Linked DNA regions of Danio rerio: region 1 is linked to region 2. A link is a contact called in public HiCAR-type data. All regions are on one chromosome and are shown on one strand. The core of a region is the stretch at or near the end of the contact, and the rest is flanking DNA. Distances in the headings are between cores, read along the strand shown. Region 1 overlaps ppargc1b (peroxisome proliferator-activated receptor gamma, coactivator 1 beta). Region 2 overlaps arhgef37 (Rho guanine nucleotide exchange factor (GEF) 37).

The links. HiCAR-type assays count read pairs that join an accessible place to other places.
Region 1: a contact with region 2 is called in a HiCAR-type map of caudal fin, with 8 times the contacts expected there. The contact joins two enhancer-like sites. A contact is called at or near these places in 7 of 18 Hi-C or Micro-C datasets (caudal fin, embryo, fibroblasts and 2 more) and 2 of 4 datasets of contacts at active chromatin or transcription factors (caudal fin and embryo).

What each region holds. Positions count from the first base shown.
Region 1 is chr14:29,246,472-29,252,940 of GRCz12tu, forward strand. ppargc1b (peroxisome proliferator-activated receptor gamma, coactivator 1 beta) reads left to right here. Exons shown (of 12, transcript XM_073921837.1): 3 at 1,095-1,371; 4 at 5,056-5,178. Among named protein-coding and RNA genes, the nearest start is that of ppargc1b, 42 kb to the left of the region's middle. Within about 2 kb of position 4,225, at least 7 of the 62 cell types and tissues checked have an H3K27ac peak or open chromatin away from gene starts, as enhancers often do. A contact at or near this core is called in caudal fin, where this site is marked.
Region 2 is chr14:29,147,419-29,153,449 of GRCz12tu, forward strand. All of the region lies in intron 12 of arhgef37 (Rho guanine nucleotide exchange factor (GEF) 37), which reads left to right. Among named protein-coding and RNA genes, the nearest start is that of arhgef37, 47 kb to the left of the region's middle. Within about 2 kb of position 2,058, at least 40 of the 62 cell types and tissues checked have an H3K27ac peak or open chromatin away from gene starts, as enhancers often do. A contact at or near this core is called in caudal fin, where this site is marked.

The sequences.
Region 1 (6,469 bases), core at 2,975-5,474, 100 kb after region 2:
TATATGAAGATATTTTAAATATTATTTAATCATTTTGTTTATTAATTGCATTTCCATTTAACAATTTTATGGATCAAAAAGTACAAACAGACATCCTTATCGTAATCCTTATGAACAGATCAAGACAAATTTTAGACAAATTATCTTTTATCTTTTTTATTACTTATGACTTAAGAAGGGGGCACTGATATTCATTTGAGGTTTAAAGTAGAAGTAGAGTAAGAAGCCGATCACACCGAACATGCGAAAAAAAAAAAAGTGAGGCGCACTGCATACACTTTTTTTGTCCTTAGGCAACAACTGAATCAGCTGCCTACTGTGCGCGAGTGTTGCTGTTCATATTGGTATAATTTTAATATTTAATAATATTGTGATATTCAAGATTTGTGAAGTCATACAGCTCCAGATAACTCAAAACAGTATCTACTAGTCTCTCCTCTATCTTCAAAAGTCTCCGTAGTCATCTTGACAACACAAACACCACCTCTGCTTTTATTTGATTGGAAAATAAAAAGATTCGACTGCAGTAACACACTTTTTCCGCTCAAAGTTGACTTTTTCAACAACAAACACAGTGCGCAACAGCAAAAGTGTGAGGCGCAGCAAATGGTTAAAATGTGAGGTGTGCAGCATAAGCTGTGCGCAAACGCTCTCGACCATTAGTAAATCATTCAAATGATGCACCTGTCAACGCAAAAACCACGTTTGGTGTGATCTGCCCCTAAGTGATATCAGAATTGTATTGTTTGGTTAAAGCATTGTTTGGTTTATTCCAGTAGATATGTTACTGAATGATTGACTGATTTGACTGTATGACTAAATTTCATTGCTAGGGTTTGGATTTATGATTCAATTCTATTCAATTTATGTTTATTTCTATAGTGCTTTTCACAATGTAGATTGTGTCAGTGTAAATGATGTTTGCATGGGTGTTGCAGATTCGTTTAAGCTGAAACTTTTTAATTGAATTGCCATTCTTTAATGTTTCTGCCTCAAAAACAGATGAAAAACATATTCAGACACATGTTCTAAGGGCAAGTTTCTTGATTTTGCTTCACAGCAGATTTACCTTTATTTGTTTCTTGCTGTTGTAGGAAGAAAATGCGGCCCTGCTCGCTGCCCTCACAGACAGCCTGGACGGCATTGTTGAGGACGGAGTCGGGGGTCTGTCTGTGTTCCCTTCCCTGGGGGACGAACCTGAGGAGGGCGAAGAGGAGGAAGATGACCTCCCTATGGAGAGTGAGCCCCTCCCTGGCTCAATGAGCCCAGAGACAGAAGACCCATCTCTAGTAAGAACCCTTCCTTCCTGTTTAAGGTGGATATGGATGGGCCTCTGACTACCCCACAGCATGGGTATGATAGGCAACACAGGTCTGAATTTTTCTCATTTTGGGCTTTTTTTGTTTCTTTTTTAAGCAACCGATCTAACAAGAATCCTCTCCACAGGCAAGGATGTGGAGAACGTGGACACACTTTATGTGGATCTTTTTGCTTCGGCTTTTTTCTAGCTTTTCATTTTCCAACTCATCCCACTCCTCTTATCTTTCTCTCAGCCTTATAAGAAAGTACTGTGGCGGTACCATGGCACAGTGATGTCTTCAGATGGCAAAAAATGGACACTTTGGTATATTCCATGGCAATAGATAATCAAATAATCCTGAAAAATGGCTAACACAAGAATATTAAGTAGCAAGGCATGGGCCGGTATAAGATTTTGAGGGTATGAAAACCTTGGATAATAATATCACTATATTAGGGTATCAATATATTATATCAATATATTAGGGTATTGTGATTACTGCTCTAAAATAAGTTCTTTTTAAATGTCTGGGTAATAAAAACCAAAACGTTTTCCCCTCTGAACACAATACATTTTATTTTGAGATATTTTGGAGCAGGAAACATGTCTGACTAAATAATTCAAATAAATCATTGACCTCTGCTGTCTTTGTTAGTTTCAAAAACACTGATTTCTTTTTAAATTAAAAGTCATCATGGAAATATTTTTTGCTGGAGATACTGAAACTGGTTATCGTCCCATGCCTACAAGTAGCATAATGTTTTTTTATTTTTTATTTAACATTGATAGTTATTTAAAAATGTTTCCTGTGGACCATATCTGCATATTAGAATGATTTTTATGATCATGTGACATCGAATAAATAACATTTTAAAAATTAAAATGAGATATTTTTTAATTTTATCAGCTAAATTTGGCATTAGTGTCAATGAAATATTACAAATCTTGCCAACTTGAATTAAAAATTTGAACACTAGTTGTTTCCATGGCATTACCAGCATATTAGTGTCCAGCAAACATGGTTATACCATGGTACTTTTTTAAGGGAATGCTTTTATCTACTTCCCAGATTTCTGAATCCTCCAGGTGACAAAACGGACCTCTGCAGAATTGCTTTTTGCTCCCTTTTCCCACCTTTTATGGGAGAACCCTACTCTCTCTTGCTCATCTCTTTCCTAAAACGCCACTTCCTGGAACAAAATGCTGTTGTTATCTGTCCCTTTCAGCTCACAAACCCCAACAATTTAATCTGTGTATGTTGTGAAACCAGTTATAACAGTTATTACCCGTTGGACAGCTTTCCTATTCTACTCTTGTCTTTTCCCCCCTTTTTTCCCACTGCTTTCTTGTTTAATGCTGAACAATTGGTTGGCATAAGCTGTAGTGTGTTGTTGCTGTTTTTCCAGTTTGTGATGTGTGTTTTGTGATTTAATTTTTTCCATAGAGATTGGTAGCACTTACAGTAATGTCTCACATTTCATTCAATAGCTTAACAATTCACATTGTTCTAGAAATGCATTGTTTATTGCCCATGAAAGGGAACCGTCTGATTACTGAGATAATCGCTGTCTTCTTTTGGTGTTGCTGCAGTGTTACCAAAAAAGGCTATAACTTACAGTGTTTAGAGACAAATTATAGAAGATATATGCGAAAGAGAGACAAATCCCTTTTAAATTGAGGACAATTATGAAGATTTCTCAGAGAATGAGACTAGTACTTTTAAGGTGCCAGTGGGGCTGACATTACCAGTAGAGTAAATTGTAAACAATGTTTATTTTTCTCATTCAAACTATAGTGCACAATCATGCAGCATAGAGCAATGTTCTGAACAAAACAATTTACAGAGCTATCACTTGTTAAATGTACTACATACCAAGATACTTTGATTGGTTAATATGAACAGATTTACATATTTTGAACTAAAAATAAACACCAATTTTAATTAGCCTATTTAGTAATATATATTTATTATTATTTAGGAGTTTGTTCATAATACAGTAATTAAATTAATTGATACAACTTGATATGCTGATAATGTAATATTTAGAAACTGCAGCTCAGTAATTTGGGACCAATAAGATTTTTTATTTTTTAAAGAAATGAACGTTATAATTAGAATTTATTCATTCATTTATTTATTTATTTATTTATTTATTTATTTATTTATTTATTTATTTGTTTGTTTATTTATTTATTTATTTATTTATTTATTTATTTATTTATTTATTTATATCAATGCATAAATGACTTATACAAAACAATGCCAGAGGTGTTTATTAAAAATATGAAAAGCATAGTTATATAAAAGTAATTATAATCAATTTGATCAAATGTAACAGTGACAACTTTTACATCATTACAAAATGTTTGAAATAAATGACGTTAACATTTTTAAGATGTTATCCTGCTAAAATGTATCACAGTCTACAAAATAATTACTGAACTGCTATTTTAAACATTGACAATATTGAATATATTAAGAAATGTTTCTTAAGCAGAAAATCATGAAGGATCATGTGACACAGAAGACTAAAATTTCAGACTAAAATATATTCAATATTATTAATGACCATAAATAAAAGCATTTAAAACACTTAACACATGTTAAAACCATAGGGGATATAGGAATATATAAGTGTATGTACCTGTATATTTATTTATCAAAGTATTTTTCAATAAACAAACAAAAAAACCTATTGAACATTTAGAATACATCATAAATATACTGTATTTTTAAAACATTTCCAGACACTTTTGACTCCAGCATTTTTCTAAACAAAGTGCCTGGAAGTTACAAGTCTAGACAGATGCACTACCATGTTAAATCATTGAGTAACAATGGAATTGTTCCAGTATAGTTTAGTCTGGGCATTACTGTCATACCCAAGAGCTGAGAGCCCCCTCTGCTGGCAATGGCTACAGTTACACCTCAACCCCTAAATGAGGCCAGCCTGTGTGCTGAACAAGGGGTGCATTGAAGCACCAGGAAAAGAGAAAGCAGAGCACATGTTTTCATGGCATAGATGGCTGGTGCATGCCAAAATGGCTTGGTACACAGAAGCTGAAACCCTCAGCGCCCCTTCAGTTTCCTCAATGGACACTGAGAGACATGGACAGACCTGCCAAGTTGGCACATTAACAATCGCTTAAGGGACTCAGCAACACATCTCTGCTTCTTACTTTGCTTTCTTTAGTTGCGCTGATCATTTAGGACTCGCACTTTCAGTTATTTTAATGTCTTGTTCCTTCAGCAGGAAACTTGAAGTAATGCTATAGTAATTTATAGTAAACAACATAAGGATATTTGAATCGTGCTATAGTGAAGTTGCAGTAATGCTATAGTTGCTATGATTACACAACAACTAGTAATATAAACAAATGACCCAATATTTTAGTTTTCTTCTACTATAACATGTATTAAAGTACAATACACCACAGTTTACTGTAGTAAAAGTACAGAATTTATTAGTTTATACGTTTACTATATGAAATACTACAGTGCTTTGTAGCATTAATTAACAGGAAGTTATAAATGCAGTATTTTATACAGTGCAATACTTTTTACTGTATTATGGTTGAAAACTTACTATAAATTACTATAGTATTGTTTATTTTACAATGTTTTTGTAGATGTACTGACAGTCTTGATAAACAGACGTCAGAGATTGAGAGATTCTGTGTTTGTGTAAGGTCTCTGTTTTAAATGCGCCATGTGAGATCAAATTTTAATCCCTCACCTCTCGTTCCCTCCACAGCTGAAAAAGCTCCTGTTGACACCCCCTAATGTGCCTGTGGGCCTCGAGTCGCACAAAGACAGTGGCGTTCATCGTCATAGCAGTAGGAACCAGCATGTCAAGCCTGTGAGGCCCGTGCTAAAGGTGAGAGGAAATCCATTCATTATGACTCTAGCTTTAAGCAACAGCACATATTTTGGAAATAGGCTAATTTTACCATTTAGCTGATCTCCAGTTCTGACAGGAGCATATTTAGCCTAGCATATGTTAGCATCATCTTAGCTCAGTCAAAGTCCCTTTAAGGCAAACCATTTAACTCGGCGGCCATCTCTGAAATGCCTCTCGGCAGTATGCTCTTTCTGAATGGGCACACATTAAACTCAAAACTGTTTGGCAAGTTTACAATTACATTACATACTTGGAACCACCAATAAAATTAAACAACAGCTGTCTCTTTAGTTTTGTTTCTTAACGTACGAATCAAACAAAATCAACATATTTTCTGGTTGCCCGAGCTAATACACATACACACAAGATCACGACACCAACCTTATTTAAAACTGTTAGACATTATCATCCTCTGGATAATGGCTGTCTGATCATATAGCTCTTCTGCAGTAATCCACTACTTTGTCTTTATGGCGAATCTCCTCCAGAAATAACAGAGACTGTTTGTTTAGAAGTTTGTTGGCGTTTGAGTAGTTACTGTCATGTGATGTGCATTTGACAGGACAGACTGTACTTTATGTACGTTTCATATAGATTACGAAACCAAAATAAGTTTGGTTTTAAGTGCAAAAAAATACTTGGTTCATTTAAAAGTACAGATTTCAAGCTTTATGTGGTTATATTTCTTATGTCTGTGAAGCGAAAATTGGCAGAGATTCTAGTGTGTTTGTTGAACAACAAATTGTAAAAGTACACGTCTGGTCCGAGCTTTTTCCTCGGAGAAACGTCAGTCTAAAGCAGGGGTCACCAAACTTCTTCCTGGAGATCCGGTGTCCTGCGGATTTTAGCTCCAACCCTAATCAAACACATTTTAACAAGCTAATCAAGGTCTCACTGGGTATACTTGAAACACCCAGGCAGATGTGTTGAAGTTGGAGCTAAAGCCTGCAGGGCACCAGACCTCCAGGAACGAGATTGGTGACCCCTTGTCTAAAGCAATTAATGATTGGCTTCTGTACTAGTACGCGGGGCTTCATTCACCATATTGATTAATAGACTTTTCCCATTCAAAACTATACAAATGACATGTCTTGTGTACTCTACAGTCTTTAGCCACTTTCAAACAGTGATACCGGTAAATATCTGGAAAATTATGGGAACGACTTTACGGTAATTCAAAAAAGCGGTGTTTACACAGGCAAAAACTTTACGGAATTTTTCCAGAAAAGAGCATTCGCACATCCATTTTAAAATGCCAGTAAATTCT
Region 2 (6,031 bases), core at 808-3,307:
CGCTTCCGCTACATTAGCAAAGCTGCGACTGTTGAGTGCGAGAAGTGGCCAACATTACACATTTCATTTTAATGGTTAGGTTGTCCTACCCGGACAATGAACTTTTTCAACCATTAAAATGAAATGTTGAAATGAACTACACTGCAATTAAACTCTTTTCAGAGTTTTCAGTGTGAATGCACTACTTACACTATGTATACTACAAAATGGCGTAGAATAGTGCATAAGTATGTGATCTAGGACACATCTATGGAAAATGTGCAGAGCTGGTGAACGTGGTTGAGAAACACTGCTTTACTATATCCAGTTGGCCACTAAAGCTTTGTTATTAGCGACACCGATGGCCTTAAAGTGAACTACAGCCAGCTGTACAAGGGAGAAAATGCAATTTAAGCCTCTATATCAATGGTCTCAAACTCAATTCCTCGAGGGCCACAACTCTGCGTAGTTTAGCTCCAACCACCTCCAACTCACACCTGCTTAGTCTCTAACAGTCTTGAACACCTTGATTAGTTGGATTAACTGTTTAATTAGGGTTGGAGCAAAACTGTGCAGAGCCGCGGCCTGTCCAGGAATCAAGTTTGAGACCTGTGCTCTATATGCACCCAGAAATGTTATTTTATTCAAATAGAAAAAAGAATTTGCAAACTATTCTCCAGCACTTTATATAAATAAACACTCTAAAGGATTTTAGACAATCACTTTTATGATGATTCCTTAACGTGTTCAAATTTTGCAATAAAAATTGATGAATGCATACATTCTTACATATAGCTTCTTTAAATGATATGACATGTTATTTTTATATCAAATTTTATTTTATTACTTACTGGAATAAAAGAGAATCTATATTTGATGATGACTAAAAATAATTGTGGAACTTTCTAGTTGTCCACCATTAGCAGTTCACGCCTAATAAAAATACACAGCTTGTTTGTATCTAACACATAAATAATCAGCTATGTAATGGCATTCATGCATTTTAATTTGTCATCCACACACTTTAAATAGTGTTTTAAGTGTCCAAATACTCTTTCAGAGCTGCTGCATATGGTGGATATTGAAGACACTGTAATCGCATTGAATTTTAAGCTATTGTTATTGCTCACGTGCACATTCAGTTTTGCCAACTCCACTGTTCTGCAGTTGGTGACCTCGTAACCTCTGCGATGAAGGACTCGACCCACATTGAAATATTCCAGACAGAGCTAGTGCAGATGACTTACTGCAGTGTCTGTCAAAAACTCACGTGCGTGCAGTTGCGTCTGCTGTCCACAAGAGGCACCAACGCCCTCTGTGAAAGACGTTACCTTACAGTGTTGGATTTAATCCTCCAAACAGAATCATATATTATTCATTTGATCCTCATAACTGCCTTAACAGGGATCCATTGGGAGGCATTTCCCCTCCGGCTTGTGTACAGCCAACCAAATATAGCATGCACGTATCACTTTGAAAAGATATTTATTTAATTTAAATGTCCAATCTCTTATTAAATTGAACCGTCGTACCTTTTATCCATCTTCATGTTTATAGAAGTGTAAATGAGATACTGTTGTTATTCATGGAAAGCAGCAAGCAGCTTTGGCTGAAGTTCTCTGATTGACCTCTGAATGCTCTATTTACGCAGCAGCAGATTAAACCCCTGACGTGTTTGAGGGAGTATTTCTGTCTGCTGCCTGCATGCGGAGGTTTATTTCGGAGATATGCATTGGATTCGAGGCTGCTTTTAGCCCAAGTGCATCTATTCCTCCGAGAGTGTGCAAATGTCACGGCGGGGCTGATGATGATGGCTGTGTTTTGTCATGCTGCAGGCAGAGCAGAGATGCTGCGGTTCTCCGTCCGAAAGAGCGCCGCCTGTCAATCGCTCCTGTTTCCGTTAAAAGCTGCTTGTCAGCGCGGCTTTGATGCACTGAACCCCTACAGCTAGCGCTTCCTCTCTCTATGCGACAGAACTCAAAGCTCTATAAATACATTTCTCTATTCAAAGGTCTAAAAATAGCTCTCTTGTCGGCAGGATCCCTCTGTGGCTCCCTCTTTCGGAGATTTTGGTTACTGCAGATGGAGGGAAGTGGCGTCTCTCAGATTACATCAAATCGCGTCCTGGCCCTGCTGGCTGTCTCAGGACAAGAGCCATGGGGAAATGCTGTGGTAATTAGATGTATTATTTAGCTATCACAACATTACATTGTTTGAAACATTTCCTAGTTGAAGGACAAGCAAAGCTATCGTCGCATACTGGCTTTCTGCGTTAGATCTAGTCTGTTTGAGTGTGTATAAGGAGGATAAGCTGTGCAGCAGGGGGTTATGCAGGAAGTCTACTGTAAACCTCATTTCTGTGAGTTAATGTCTTGGTGGTATTGAACTGAATTCATATTAAATTGCACGATCGCCTCACAGAAAGAAGGTCGCTGGTTCGAGCCCCAGCTGGGTCAGTTGGTGTTTCTGTGTGGAGTTTGCATGTTCTTCACGTGTTCGTGTGGGTTTCCTCCGGGTGCTCCGGTTTCCCCCATAAGTCCAAAGACATGCGGTATAGGGGAATTTAATAAGCTAAATTGGCCATAATGTATTTATGTGACTGCAAGAGTGTATGGGTGTTTCTCAGTGTTGGGTTGCGGCTGGAAGGGCATTTGCTGTGTAAAACATATGCTGGAAAAGTAGATTGTTCATACCACTGTGGCGATTCCTGATTAATAAAGGGACTAAGCCGAAAAGAAATTGAATGAATATTGGTTACTCGCTTTCTAAGAATGAATATCTGTACATAAGTAAAACTTGCGACATTTAATGCTCCAGGTGCATATTTATTTTTGAATGCATAAATATATGGTGTGTAAAATATGATGTGTGTTTTTTTTTTGCATGTTTAATGTTTACATTTATTTCAGCAAGCTAACCAGTTTTTTTGGCTTTTTTTCAAATAACATTAATTTATTTTAAGTAGTAAAATTTTTACAATTAGATGGTTTTAGGCTTTACTAATTAATAGAAAAATAATTAATTTATGCCTCCGTGAGAATATTTAATAAAGACATATAAGATATATTTATAAATATGTGGTATACATTCCTAAATGAATATTTTAATAACACAATATTATATTGTTACAATTTTATCACCTTCATTGTTCAAAATGTCTAAACGGCTTTAAAACAAAATGGGTGAGATCGCTTGGTGAAATCCAAAAATCTAATTGATTTTATTAATCTAGTTTTACATTAAAAACAACAACATGTGAATGAAAAGCCGTCTGCTCTTCAATTACTTTGCGACCCCTGGGGTGATTACGTTATATTAAAGACACCACACATTGATTTTATGGCACCGGTTAAACTTTCTGACACCTTTACGGCACTCACATACATAAAAAATAAATAAAGGCCACAAATGAGCATGGAGGATATTCTGCGCAATTGGGGTTCTTCAAAAGTATATGATGAATAAACTTGGGCCTATTGATATGTGTGCACCATTGTGTGCAAGGTTTATATATTTATAATCACCTCAGAGGATATTGGGGGTCTTGAGTCACTGGCATTTTGATTTTGAGGATCATGGGCTGAAATGTTTGGGAACCCCAACTATAGAAAACTGCATAATAAAATGTCATATTATTTGTTAAATGTATATTACAATTGTTATATATGGCAATATAACGGCAAGTGACTTTGTTGAAGTTGAAAAGTTGAAGTCAAAATTATTATAGCCCTGCTTTTTTTCTTTTTCAACTAATTGAGCAAGGAAATTTTCATAGTAATTTAATTATTTTCCTTATTTCATGGTATCCACAGGGTCCTAAAAAGTCTTTAAATGTTTAAAATCTCAAAACCTAAATTTAGACCTTAAAAAGTCTTAAATCTACTGAAATATTGTGTTGTAGGTCTTAAATCTTTTTTTTAACAGGTCTTAATTGTCCTTTGTTCATAGCTGCTCAATCTGGCCATTAACAATCAAACAATCACCAACAATCCCAATCTCAATAAAACTTGTATCTTTTTATCAAAAAAAAAGCATTTAATTACTTTCCATATAGTAACATTTGCTTAAAAGTGCTCCATTTATTTACTGCTGAGGATACTGACCAGATGTATTTTTTTAATATTAAATTATTATTATTATTATTGTGGACTGAAGTAATTGGAAGCTATGTTTTGTGCTAATCTTGGTAAGGGTTATAGGATTTGGGAGTGGATATACTTGAAAATGAATAAAAATAATATTCAAACCAAATTATTATGGTTTTATTAAATGTATTAAATTTGTATATTTTTTTGATAGGTCAAGTGAAAATATTTTCTTACTGGGATATTTCCCCCCAAAAAAATCCTTAGCATTTAGCTCTGTATAAGTCTAAACTTTCAATCACAATGTTCTTTAAAATGTCCTAAAACGTCTTACGTTTAACTTTGTGAAACCTGCTGAAACCCTGTATTTGTTTTATTTCGGCTAGAGTAAAAGCAGTTTTAAAAAAAAATTTATTAGTATTTATTTTTTATTTTATTTTATTGTCTTTTTATTAATTTTATTATTTACCCTAACCTGCCTATTACCCTAATTAATCTAGTTAAGCTTTAATTTTCACTTAAAGCTGAATAATAGTATCTTGAAAAAATCTAGTAAAATATTAAGTACTGTCATCATGGCAAAGATAAAAGTTAAATTGTTAAAACTATTATGTTTAGAAATGTGTTAAAAAAAATTCTTTCCCTCAAACAGAAATTGGGGAAAAATATACCGGGGTTAATTACTCAGGAGGGTTAATAATTGTAACCTCAACTGTATACATAGACACAACAAGGAATCCTTGCCGCAAAGCATCCTGCAGGCTAATATCAAGCAGGTCATGTAAGTTAATGTGTAGAAATAGACTGGCCTTGTCCAGCTTAATACCATGACTGTATTTAGTAACTTTTTGGTCTGGGTGTCGTGATTGTGTTATGGCAGTCTGCTGATCTTTAGCACAGCCAGCTTGAACCTCACCTGAAGCTGATCTTGGCTTGAACTCGAGGCCCAGCAGGAGCCCCTCATTATGGGGGACCCAAGATAGCTCGCATTTTATGCTACAAGTTTGCATGTGAGCTGCAAGTTTCGTGCGTTCCCACTCCAAAAATGCGGCGGTGACTTTCAGAAACCTCCTTCGGTGACCTCCAAGCCTATCGGTGTGAAGAGGGAATGTAGACTCAACAGATCACGCAGCTGTTTATAGAACTGAACTCTAAGCTTATTAAGTTCAAAGGTTGAGGTTTGAGATTTCTTGCCCAGACGAACATGCGTATTTATAGGTTACGACATGGAAAGTCTTGGCATTTCTCAATTATAAATCTTGTCGCGTTATAAAACGACCAAGTATAATGGACATCATATTGGCATATAGAGATGAATGTGTATTTTTAGGGCTGCTGTTAACTGTTTACATGTTGACCTACATAAACTGTTGATCTTTCACTTCCATAAATCCTAAAAATTTCTTTTTTGTAAGTGTGAGTTCCAGGTAAGAGAACCCGGTTTATTGCTGCTTCATTCTGCCTCTGTTTTTATTCAGACCTAACCATACTCTATAGGTTCTTGTCTCTCTCAGATCTCTCCACCTCCCTTTGCTCATCCTGTTCAAGCTCTTGTAAACACTGCTGGCCTAGAATGTCAATGATGTCAGGCATCAACAGGGGGGAGGAGAACTTTGAGCATTGGAGTAAAGTGTGGGAAAGGGTTTGTGTACATGTATGTCTATGGGGTCATGTTCACAAGTGCTCTAGTTGTGGCACATGTGCCCTTTGGAAATTCGATCATCTACTTTATCGCTGCTATCCGATCCTCAACGCACAAGCTGCCACTTATTTATACATTGTGAAGGTCATATGCATTCAACTTGAATGCTTTGATCTGGAACATATATCTACATGCAGCATTTCACACTTAACCCTTAAAGACCTAGAGGTATTTTGTGGGCACCTAATGGGCCTATATTATTATTTTTTTAAAAAGCAGTTTTATTTTTATTTTAGCAGTCAGCCTCAAGTGTCATATATCATTT